2 separate regions of the Rattus norvegicus genome follow, and region 2 is linked to region 1. The links are chromatin contacts, called in public Hi-C maps. All regions are on one chromosome and are shown on one strand. Each heading gives the region's core, a stretch centred on a gene start, on an enhancer-like site or on the middle of the called end of the contact. The rest is flanking DNA. Distances are from core to core; before and after follow the strand shown. Region 1 overlaps Srgap3 (SLIT-ROBO Rho GTPase activating protein 3). Region 2 has its middle 50 kb from the start of Thumpd3.

Evidence for each region. Hi-C and Micro-C count contacts between places; a contact is called where the count stands out from the background.
Region 2: a contact with region 1 is called in a Hi-C map of frontal cortex, with 2.0 times the contacts expected there. The contact joins two enhancer-like sites.

Annotation. Positions count from the first base shown.
Region 1 is chr4:147,427,742-147,433,723 of GRCr8, reverse strand. Srgap3 (SLIT-ROBO Rho GTPase activating protein 3) reads left to right here. Exons shown (of 22, transcript NM_001191975.1): 12 at 4,687-4,789. All of the region lies in intron 3 of LOC102548080 (a long non-coding RNA gene), which reads right to left. Among named protein-coding and RNA genes, the nearest start is that of Rad18, 54 kb to the right of the region's middle. Within about 2 kb of position 3,508, at least 17 of the 93 cell types and tissues checked have an H3K27ac peak or open chromatin away from gene starts, as enhancers often do.
Region 2 is chr4:147,687,804-147,693,785 of GRCr8, reverse strand. No RefSeq gene overlaps it. Among named protein-coding and RNA genes, the nearest start is that of Thumpd3, 50 kb to the left of the region's middle. Within about 2 kb of position 3,680, at least 16 of the 93 cell types and tissues checked have an H3K27ac peak or open chromatin away from gene starts, as enhancers often do.

The DNA of each region.
Region 1 (5,982 bases), core at 2,259-4,758:
GGCTTTGGGGTTGGCTGATACTGTGCACAGATGGCCAACGTGCATGCTGCTTACACATGGACGAGTGCCCAGATTACCTCCCACCCTAACCCCCTGCACTGCCCATCTTACTTTGGCTTGAAGTTTAGTGGGAACTTGGATGCACTGGCTAGGCCAGTAATAGAGGCAACCCATGCTTCCTCCTGGCTCCTTCCGCATCTCCCTTTGTGCTTTTCCTGAGCACACCAGAGCCAGTGGACACTTTCACTCAGCAGCCTTCAGCCTTTCATAGGCATTAGATGCCTAAGCCGCCAGCACTGCCCTGGTGTCTGGACTTTCAACAGGAATCTAGCAGTGGCCCAGAGGTCTGCCCTCTATTATGCATGGCAGTCGGTAGCTACATCTTACCTCATTTTGAGACAGGGTGGGGGGTCTAAGTGACCTAGTGACTCTTTCCTTCCAAAGCAGTTCTTTCCAATGGCTCAGAGTCCTGAAAAGCTGTCCTAGTTGGCAAGAGCAAAGATGACCCTTGAACTCTTCCCGCTCCTGGGGAAGCGAGTGGGCTTGGAAAAGGCTCAGGAAGCTGTGGGGTTTAAGTACGTTGGACCTGGAGATTTAGGGCTCTCCAGGAATCCAGCTGTTCATTTGGGCCCAGGCAGTTTGGAAACGGTGAGATGACTTGCAGGCAAGGAACCCCCCCACGTGTGGCACAGCAGTTGTTCAGGTCACTTTTGAAGAGCCCAAGTTTGTTACTCTTTTATTTTTCTGGTAAGAGAATATTACTATAATTCTCTTTATACCTGCTTTATACCAAAGTGGGATGAATCGGACCCTGGCCCCTGCCCCCTAATCTGAAAAATGCAGGCAGGAGGTTGCTCCAGCTGGCTATGGGGTCAGGGTGGAGAAGAGACTTAATGTCTCCCCTGGCCAGGTCTCAGGCTCCACCCAACCCCAACAAAGCCCAGGAGACAGACAGACAGGTAGGTAGATAGGTAGGTAGGTAGGTAGGTAGGTAGGTAGATAGATAGATAGATAGGTAGATAGATGGACAGACAGGCAGACAGATTTTGTTTTCATAATATAAACCTGGTGCTAATACATGCCTTTAATTCCAGCACTCAGGAGGCAGAGGTAGACAGATATCTGAATCAGAGGCCAGCCTGATCTACCGAAATAGTTCCAGGAAAGTCTGAGCTACACAGAAAAACCATATATATCTCCCTCTGAAAATCCTCTTCCACATTTGCTTTGGCCTAGGGCTTGGGAACTTGAAGTTCAGATGACTAGACCTCCCACTTAGGCCTCCTGTCCCAAATTTCAGACTTAGTCAGAGATTTCCTGGCTCATTATTAAGCTTGTGGACCTCAGTGTCAACCTGAAAGTGGTTTTCAAATGAGTCCCAGCGGCCCCGGGTGATCTGTCTCCGTACCTTGGCTGTGTCAACTATAGAGTCTCACAGTCAGAGCCATCTGGGATTATCACCAGAGCAGGTTCCTTCAGCCAAATTGCTCTTGCCCTTGTCTAGTTGGCCCCTTTCTCACAGTTAAAGCCAGATTTGTGAACGGCCTCAATTCGCCATAGCCCTGCAGTTCTCGTAGCTGTTCAGCAGTCCCTATAGGCAGACCAGATGTGCTAATGTACTTTGAAGACTTGCTTAAAAATAAAGAAAGAAAAACAAGGCAAAGCGAGATGCAAACACCAGTATTTAATCATTGTGATTTGAAGGGAGGTCAGCCTCCTTAAGCAGGTTAACAAGAGGCCCTAGTCCTGATGAGAAGGGAGATAGTTGATGTTGCGACCAATCAGATGCAGCTTGGTATATATCCAATTTCAGTCAGCTTCCAAGAATCCACAAGCCCTTGAACATCAGTGTTGCCACCATTTTGAATACTGACACCCACATCTGTTGGGCTGTTTGGGGAAATTCTTAATCTCTTGCTTTTTGTCACAGACTAATTCTGAGGCCACAACCGTGTTGCCAGTGTATGCTAATTTTCATCCCTGCTGAAAGGCAGAGAGGGGCCATTGTCTCTGGTTTCCTTCTCTCCCCTCTGGTTTTCTCCTGTTTTCCCTTCTCTCTCTCCCTTTTTTTTGTTTTGTTTTGTTTTTTTGTTTTGTTTTTGCTCTGCAACTGAGCAGCAGAAGAGATGGAAGGCTTAGGCTGCCCCACTTTCCTTGGCTGAGCTGTCCCCCTGCTCCCCACTTTGTGCCCCACCCAGCATTCCAGTAAGTTGATACAGATTTGGTGTCATTCAAAGTTGGGATAGCTACGTTTCCTTGTCAGAGATTCCAGGCAGTACCCAGTGCACCATGGGTCGGGGAAAGAGGACTCCATGTTCTTTTACATTCTGAATTTGGCAGGGAAGATGGGGGAGTGTATCCATCTCACATTTATTTTCTTTTATTCTACTTTGCAAAAAATTAAAAAGCAAACTCCAGAAACGTTTCCGAGTTCTTTTCTGAAAACACTCCAACTGGATGCCCTAGAGCTTTTGATTCTGTCTTTTTGTTACCAAGATCTCCATTCTTGCCGGCCACGAGAGCTGGATAACAGCTCTCTCTACTTCATGTGGGTGCTGGAGCCTTGAGTAGGAAAAACTTCATTCAACTCTCAGCTCTTGATAGATCCCATCTGTGTGGCCGTTGACAGATTTCTTAATTTCTTGTGGGCTCCTTTGCCTCCCACGCTTGTGAGGAGGTTAATCCTGCAGACCCCAGAGCCCAACGTTCGACCAAAACACAATTGGTAGCATCGTGGGGGTTTTTTGGCTTTTACATTTGAGCATTCAAAAGCAGAGAGTCACTATATGAGAGTCCCCACTCCCTGTTTTCACACATTCTCAAAAAAGATACAGTATTTTATTTTTACAAACGGAAATGACATGGACTTAGCTAACCAAATTCACATAGATCCAAGATGGGCTGGAGATAATCTTGCCTGTTGTTGTTTCTCTTCGGAATTTCGGTTGTGTCGTTCTTTTGGTGCCCTTAATCGGATAGCATGCTGTTTGGACTCATTTGTTCCTTTGCCCATTTGCCCATGCATGTCCTGGAGTTAGCAGCCTTTGCTCAACACTTAAAAACATCCAGGAGGACTTGGCTAGAGTGTCCTGTATGGCTGGACTGCCGAAGGACATGGGCACAGTAAGCCCAAGGGAGAGAGGCAGCGCAAGCCTCTTCATGTTGATTGGTTCCCCAGTCTGTATGAGTCTTGCCTGTGTGGGCTGAGGATATACCTTAGTTTTGGTAGAATGCTTGCTTAGCATGCATGACCATGAGTTCCACTGCTAACAGCACATTAAACCCAGTGTGGAAGTGCATGCCTATAACCCCAGCACTGAGGGGATGGAGGCAGGAGGCAGGAGTATGAGGTCAGACTCAGCTACATAGCAAGTTTGAGGCCACCCTGGACTATATAAGATCCCTTCTCAGAAACAAACAGAAGGTTCTTGCCTATACACAGATATCAATCAAGACATGGGGAAGGGGCGAGCCTTTGCTTCTCATATATGCCCATTACCTGCCTGGCTGAATATACACTCATTGTTCCCATGGTTTGAACCAAACCATTTGAAAATAAGCTGCCTCGTTTGGGAAGCTGCTTCCTCTGAACATCCCAAAATCTCTCTCCTAATGCTGAAGGCCCCCAGCATTGAGTTAGGCCGGTTTGTGTAAGAAAATGAGCAGATAAGCCAATCCAGGCCTATGCATGGCAAGCAATTCTGGACACGGGTCTGGTGTCTGTGGCCATTTCATTGTTCCTGGTGGACTGTGGTATAAGGATTCCCCTCCCTGTGGAGAGAACACAGAGAATGGAGATCCGAAAGCAAAGCAAGACACTTTCAACCTGACTCCTGTCGTGGACTAACGGGGCAGAAGAGTGCAGCTAGAAATGACGGCGGCAAGACGTCCTGGCACCATGCCCATGACTTGAAACTTAAAAGACAACCAAACGACAAACAAACAAAAACAAACTGGACTTGAGGGGAAGTGGGTAGAGGTGGGTCTGACTCGCTGTTCTTTTTCTCTGAGCTTAGTTTCTGTAGAACAGAGCCACGTGTAATAGGAAGACACTAGGTTAAATATGGTGGTGATGGGTTTGACAGTGCTGTGATCCAAAATGTGCTTGACTGATGAGTGGGATAATAGCATTCCAGGCCACCTACGGATCCTAAAGAAGGTGCAGCTTGAATCCTGGCATCTGTCTGGCTCTCAGAGCCATGCAGCAAAGATGAGTCATATGCCTTTGAAATATCAAGAGGCGTCAGGAAGATAGTGCCCTCAGTACATTGGGAGTTGAGCCTGATTTAAGCCAAAATTATTAAATGAAGCCCCTGGATTATGTTTGAAAGTCTCTTGCTTTCTTGGGCTACAGATGACACCTTTCTCCCCTCATCCCTCCATCTGATCTGCAGGATGCCAGCCTCTGGTTGGCATTGCAGGGGCTACTTGTATATACCCCCCACCCCCCAATGTAGAATGCATTTGTGTTTTGTGAGAGTTGCTCCTGCTTGGCACTGTGGGTAAACTAAGATCGAAAACATCCAGAGGCCTTCAGATGGAACATGGGAAACGAATGTGTTGGGGGCCAGGGGCTCCCCTCTGCATTTTGTGTTCTCCTCCAGTTGTGGGTTTGAAGAGCATCTCTCCCAGCGGTATGTTTATGTTGGTTGCTTTCTTGATTTCTTTTGTTCCATTTTCCCCTAGGCCCCCCTGTCTTCCCCCTAAACCACAGAAAATGAGGAGACCTAGGCCTCTTTCAGTGTATAGCCATAAACTCTTTAACGGCAGTATGGAAGCGTTCATTAAGGTACTTGCTGGGGAGCCCTGGAGTCCGCGAATGAGTCCAAAGTAATGGCAGCCTCTCTTTCCCCTGTTCCTTCCAGCTAACAGCCCTGCCGAACCCTTAGCCAGGCCCCAGGCAGTTTCTCTCCATAGTCACGCTTCTGTGAGGCGGTTTATCAGAGCACGCTGCTTCTGACTAGCGGCCCCTAAGTGGCCACTCATCTCTCTCAGCCATACCGGGAGGGGTCTGATCAGTCACGCAGAAAGAGGTGGAGCCTCAGCACAGTGGTCCCAGCCAGCTGGCCTCCTTGCTGCAGGAGCTGCAGTCCTGACACCGGAAGGGCAGTTGAGGAAACTCCACTATTCAGCCTCACCCCCTCCTCCTGCAATAGAACTAATTGAGAACATGGGAAAGTTAGCCCCTGTGAGTTTCCGTACAAGGCAACTACGGTTTGTAGCTACGAGCACAGAAAGCCTCACTTTTCACTAAGAAAAGTTCCTTGCACTTAATTTGGCTTCTTGGTGATTGGTTTGAAAGATGGGAGGAGAGTTGAGGAAGTCCTTGTAAATGCCAGGTTAACCCTTGATTTGGAGCTTAGGTAAGTTCAAAATGCCTCAGCTAAGTGAGCTTACGTTCCCTGTTTTCTTTTATCAATGGGTGGAAGATCAAGCCACCCAGGATCAAACTGCTCAAGGCAGAGATGCTGTTGAGCTGTGTCCTTGGGGAAAGAGGAGGGGAGGTCTTAGCCAGCTTTCTGAAAGCCCCCCTGTAGCTGGTCTTTGCTACTTTGTGGGTTCTTCTTTTCCCCACCCTTTATCCCCCACCCCCAACACTAGATAGGAGAGAAACAAGGATTGGTTGGGGGGGAGACTTTAGGAAAGCCCACGAATCTAATCTCTTTCCTTTTGTTTCTTCTTTGACAACTACTAACAAATCGCAACCAAGCCCCCTGAACAACCACTGACCACCAACCCTGCCTAGTGGAGCTCTAGCGTGTATTTACCCTCTGAAAAGATTCCAAACATCGCACAATCCCAGAAACTAACCATAGATGGCAAAAACCACGCCTCTGCTAGAGCACAAACCAAATCATAGTCAGTCCCTGTGGACAGTCCAAAGCTTCCCCACACCTGAGATTAAGGTGAAAACACATTCTTATAATGTTTCTGGGTTTTTAAAGAAACAAAAATTCCAAAGTCGTCACTACGCCCACCAGG
Region 2 (5,982 bases), core at 2,431-4,930, 260 kb before region 1:
ATGTCTCTTGCATGTTTAATTCCTTTTTTTTTAAAATTTTATGTATGTGAGTACACTGTCACTGACTTCAGACACACCAGAAGAGGGCATCGGACCCCATTACAGATGGCAGTGAGCCACCATGTGGTCGCTGGGTTAATTGAACTCAGGACTTCTGGATGAGCAGACAGTGTTCTTAACCGCTGAGCCATTTCTCTAGCCCGTTTAATTCTATCTGAACACCATCTTCTAGAAGGTCCAACCTGACAACTCTTTATTCTTCAGAATCTGAATGCTGGGCAACACAGGATAGCATGTGTTACTTACAGACCTTTAAGGATACAATGAGGTTATGTGGTGAAGGATTGTTGTGGACCTCTGTCCTCAAACATAGCCATCTCCATTGTCATCCGAGCAGCTGTGACTACTGTGGATGCTGCCTTGTAGAAGGAGCAGGTGGGGTAGGTCAGTGGCTCTCACCTGAGATTTCAGCCACTCCCATGCCTGCCTCTCTGCCAGCTGTGTATAATTCTGCTCCAGCTGCACATGGTCTCAGGACACACTAGAGCAGTGGAAATCCTGCATATCAGATATTTACATTACGATTCATAGCAGTAATTTAATAGTTATGAAGTAGCCATGAAATAATTTAATGCTTGGGGTCAACACAACATGAGGAACTATATTAAAGGGTCACAGCATTAGGGAGGTTGCAAACCACTGATCTAGAGTATATAGAACGTGAAAGGCGGGGGTGGGGACGGGGAAACGACTCCATCTATACAGCTATGGGGAAATCCATGTGTCAATGCAGCTGCTTTGAGGGTAACCCATGCTTCTGTAAGTAAGCCTCACAAACTGGTTGGTTCACCAAAGCAGACCTGGGGAGAATTGTTACTTTGGCCTGTCACTGGGGTTTTGGCCGAATTTGCTTTCTATGGCTGTGGTGAACATTAGGACCAAAGGCAACTTCAGGAAGGGAGGGTTTATTTGGCTTGGTTTATTTGATCATAGTCCATCATAGAGAAAAGCCAGGGTAAGGGCAGAAGCCAAAAACCTGGAGGCAAGAACGGAAGAAGAGGCCATGGAGGATTGCTGCTTACTGGCTTGCTCCCCATGGCTTGTTCAACCTGTTTTCTTAATGCAACCCAGGACCACCTGGCCAGGGATGGCACCACCCACAGTGGCTGGGCCCTCTCTCATCAACCATCTGTCAAGTTGGAGGCACTGTGACAGAGGCAGTTCCTCGGTTGACATTCTCTCTTCCCAGATGACTCAAGCTTATGTCAGTTGACAAACCAAAAACCCGAACCAGCACATATCCTATCTGGGATGTGCAGTCGTGTGAGCATTGTCTCCAGAGGAAAAGTACACACAATGGGGATTTAGCAGCAGGCTAGCAGGGAGTAAGGGCTCAGTGAAGGGTATCTGTGGCTGTTGTCAGCTCGACTGTCTTAATTGACCTTGTGCCAGGGGCCCTGGTGAAGAGCCGCATTTCAGTGCCATTAGTTTGTTTAGGCTGGTGGCTGCCTCTGAATCTCCATGTCCTTAGATGTCCCTTGAGGAACTAGGAGCTAATCTGTGCAGGAACTGGGAACAAGAGGGAGGTCTGGGGAAAGAAAGAGATGAATTAGAGGCCTGTTCTGAATAAATATGGGCTTAGCGGTCGGCCGGGGCTCTGCTCCTTGTTGGCCACTGGTTATCACGTGATCAGGACACGGGTGCTGCTCAGGAGCTGAGTCGTCAAAAGGGAAGATGGGGCAGATAGTCTTCGAGCAGAGAGAGCCCTCATGAGGGATGCAAATGCTGGTGGTATCTCCCTGGGCACCGCCATTGGAGCAAGTCAGCTCTTCTGGCTTCTAGGTGCGTCCATACAGTGTGTCCATCTTACAAGTGCTTAGTCAGATCTCTGTTTCCCGCCAAGTGGATCGTTTACTAAGCACGGAGACCCCCAACCCTGACCAGGGTGCACCTCTAAACATTGGCACAAAGCTCAGCCAATCCGGAACCTGGTACCTAAGACAGTACATCTGTCAAAGAGCAGGTTTATTTTAGCTCACAGTTTTGAAGTCTCAGTCTGTGCGTGGTTGCTCCCCTTGCTTCTGAACCCGGGGTGAGGTACATCACAGTGGCAGTGCACAGTGTGGAAGAGAACCCTTCACCTCAGGTGCAGATAATCGAAGAGACCAGAGACCCATCATTCACATCGGGTCTTGCCTCCCCTAAAGCTTCTCCCTAGGGCTCCATATCTTGAAGTTCTGCCTCCTCTCAGCAACACCTAGCAACACCATGGCCCAGAATCCCAGCCTTAAACACATGGCTCTTTGAAGGACATTTAAAATCCAAACTGCAGCACGTTGACAGTTTCCTGACTTCTCTCCCCTGCGGTGGTCAAATGGATTTAAGAAGTCCATGTTTATCAAGTGTAATTCCCATTATCCATGTTAGTCCACACTTTTCAGGTTGTCAGTCTTAGGTGCTGACACAGTGAGTGATGCAGTCTTCTGGTTCCTTCTCTACTCACATGGTTACTTGGGGGAGGGGCTAAATGAAATCATAAGAATAAATCATTCCCAACAAGGTTAATCATGTCATCAGTCATCAGACAGCATTCGGTAAATGATACATATCATTTAAGTCATTCAGGATGAGTGTATGACAAGATCTGTACAGCATCACGCCTAGAGTTAGCACCACCCTGCCTGCACACCCTCTCTCATAGGAAAGTCTCAAGTTGTGTGCTTACAGTTATAGAGTAGTAGTGGGGTGGCGATAACTCATGTCTACAATCCCAGCACTAAGGAGGCAGAGGGAGGAGGATCTCTATGCGTTCGAGGACAGCCAGAGTGAATTCCAGGACAGCTGGAAACCCTGTCTTGAAAAACTAAAATGTATGAACAAATGAACAAACAAACAAACAGCTAGGCATAATTGTGCATGACTTTATTCCCAGCACTCAGGAGACTGAGGCAGGAGGACCTCTTGGGAGTTTGAGGACAGCTTGACCCTCATAGCCAGCCAGAGGTATAATAGTGGGCCCCTGTCTCAAAACAATAACAACAACAACAACAACAACAACAATAACAACAACAAAATCCACCCAAACCATAAGTAAACAAAAGTTAAGGAAAAAAATAGAGACAGCGTTGTGACTTATCAGCATGTCCAGAACACATGATCACCATGTCTAAGATTCATTTTCTGCACTCTTCACAACACGTTACCATTTTGAAATAGCGTGGTAAGAGGTTGTGTTGGGGGAAGGGGGTTGACAATTGCAGGTATTATTATCACGGCCAGTTTCCGATGTCCTTTTACTGTTTTAAAATCTGAAATTCAGAGAATGGAATTGTCTTCCTTGGGTTGCAATGATCTGGTCAGAGCAGCCTCTAGGAATGTTCTCAGAACGCCTCACCAGGTGGCGCTCTTTCACCGGGATAGCTTCTTTCCAACTCCCTCCTACTTCCCAGCATGCAGTGGCCTCTCCCGACCAGGACAGCCTAGCATTGTAGAGCTAGCTGGGATATTGTGTCTAAGCCTTGTTTCAGACAGGGAGAAATAGCATTTTGAGAAAGTATGTCTCTGAGCCTAGGGGCCCCCCGTCATCAGGTGGTAGTAGGTGGAGTCCTGGTTTATTCGGTTCTGAACCTCATTCGTTTCCCACTGCGTTGCGTCTCTTACCCAGCTCTCTGCAGACTCTTCTTGTTCTTGCTTTGAAGGCTTTGCCTCATACTGGAACCCGGTGGGCAGAGCTAGTGTTTCCCTGCTAGGCGTTTGCCAGTTTCTGCTATTAAGGGTGGAGAAGGTATTTGGGAACAGGAAAGGATGTAGGCAGACTCTTGTCCTTTCTTCCACTTCCAGAGTCATTTGGGGCAGTGTATGTGCAGCTAGGGGCAGGGACCCTAGAACCAAACCGTCTTTGTCACAACCCTTCCCCTTCTCACAGCAGGATAACGGGCTGTGAATAAACTTGTGTCTCATTGTTCCATCCGTAAAGTTGGGACAATAAAATATCCCATGGGAGCTGTCCTAGGCGAAGCACTCACTGCGGTTGGAGGCATAGATATGAGAATGTGAGCGTTGTGGTTCACTAGCACCCTACCTGGACAGAGAAACTTCTGGGAGGATGCTGGGCTGCGCATACTGGCCCTCGCCTGTGTATTCTTGCCACAGCATCCTTTTATGAGACCTGCCACATATTTCAGTGGAGCTGTGTGATGTGGTGTGTTAACCTAGGCTCTCGTGCTCTTAATGGACCTGCAGCCCAACCCAGGGAAGTAGGTATTAATCGTGTTTCCATCACATGGAGGAGGCTCAGACATGACAAAGCCATATCTCCAGGGTCACTGCCTAGTGACAGGAGTGTGCCTCACTGTCAGGCCTGTCTGATTAAGGTGTAAGATTAAGCCATTTACTTCTGCATTCTACTGCCTCCTTTTGAAACTGGCAAAAACAGTAAGCACGAACCCCTCAACAGTGTGGGCATCATCCGTACTCAGGGTATTCCTGCAGGGTCCAGAACCACCCATCTGTAGGATGATGGCTCTTACTCCTCTAAATAACATCTGTCTGTCTGCCTGTCTGTCCGTCTGTCTATTAGCAGGATCCTCATCATAGCACTGGAGGAGCCGAAACTCTATTCGGATCAGGCTGACCTTGAACTCACAGAAATCCATTTTCATTCTTTTTTTTTTTTTTTTTTTTTTTCCGGAGATGAGGACCGAACCCAGGGCCTTGCGCTTGCTAGGCAAGCCCTTACCACTGAGCTAAATCCCCAACCCCGAAATCCATTTTCTTCTTCTTTTTCCTTGCATGTGCTACCACACCTGGCTAGATTTATTTCTGTTGTTTGAACTATATGCATGAGTCTGTGTTAATATATGCCACCTGTGTTGGGGGTGCTTGAAGAAGGCAGAGAGGCTGTTGGATCCCCTTGGAGCTGGAGGTTTGCATGCTGGGAGCCTGGTGAGGGTGTTGTTAAGCAAACTTTGATCCTCTGGAAAAGCAGTAAGTGCTCTCAAGCACTGAGCAGTTTCTTACTGCTCTTAACCTGGGGGACAAAGATGTAGATGTCATTCATGCTTTTTTTTTTTTTTTTTGCTCCCCCAAGGTCTCCTGAGTGACAAATACAAGGACTCTTAAATTATATTTAGCCCTACAACCTTCAGGGGTCACCTTCTCCCATCCCACTTTTTTTTGGTGCAGCCTCAGGCTGGCTCTTCGGGCAGCCAGGCAGCCTGCATCCCAGGCACGTGAGGTCCACCGAGCCATCTGAGATGTAACACAAACCCTCTGTGACTCAGACCAGACTCTCTGGGGTTTTTCCTTTCTGGGCATGTGACAGTCTGTGCAGTATCAACAGCTTTTAGCAAGGAAAGAAACAGACACCACACTACTGTCACAAAATCATAGATGCCAGGCAGGCCCAGAAAGACCATGCATAGAAAATGGATAGCTGGTTCAGATGAGGGAAGGGTAGGCAAGAGGAAGGTGGGCAGAATGCATATATGCATCTAACTGTTTTTCATTCTCCGTCTGTCTGTCTGTCTGTCTGTCTGTCTGTCTGTCTGTTGCATGTGATGATCTTCTAAACAAAAATTCTCAATCTCATCTCTGTCCAGGCAAAGGCTTGTTGTGAGGAGCTGTACCTGTGCATTGTGTGTGTGAGTATCCTCTTTGTCTGCTACCCACTGATAGTATAACATTCCCCCAGGAGTGCAACAGCCGAATGTCTCTAGACGTTTTGGATGTGGTAGGGGAAAGATTGTTTCCCCACCACTCTCTTATTGAGCATCACTGTTGTGAAAGCAACCACTTCTTCATCCCCTCCCTGAAATATGTATTAAAAATTTTCTGAGTGCTGGAGAGATGGCTCACAGTTACAGAATAGATTGCTCCTGCAGAGGACCCAGGATTGTTTGCCAGCACTCATATCGGACAGCTCACAACTGCTTGTAACTCTAGCTCCACAGATTCAAGGATCTTTTCTGGATTCCACAGTTA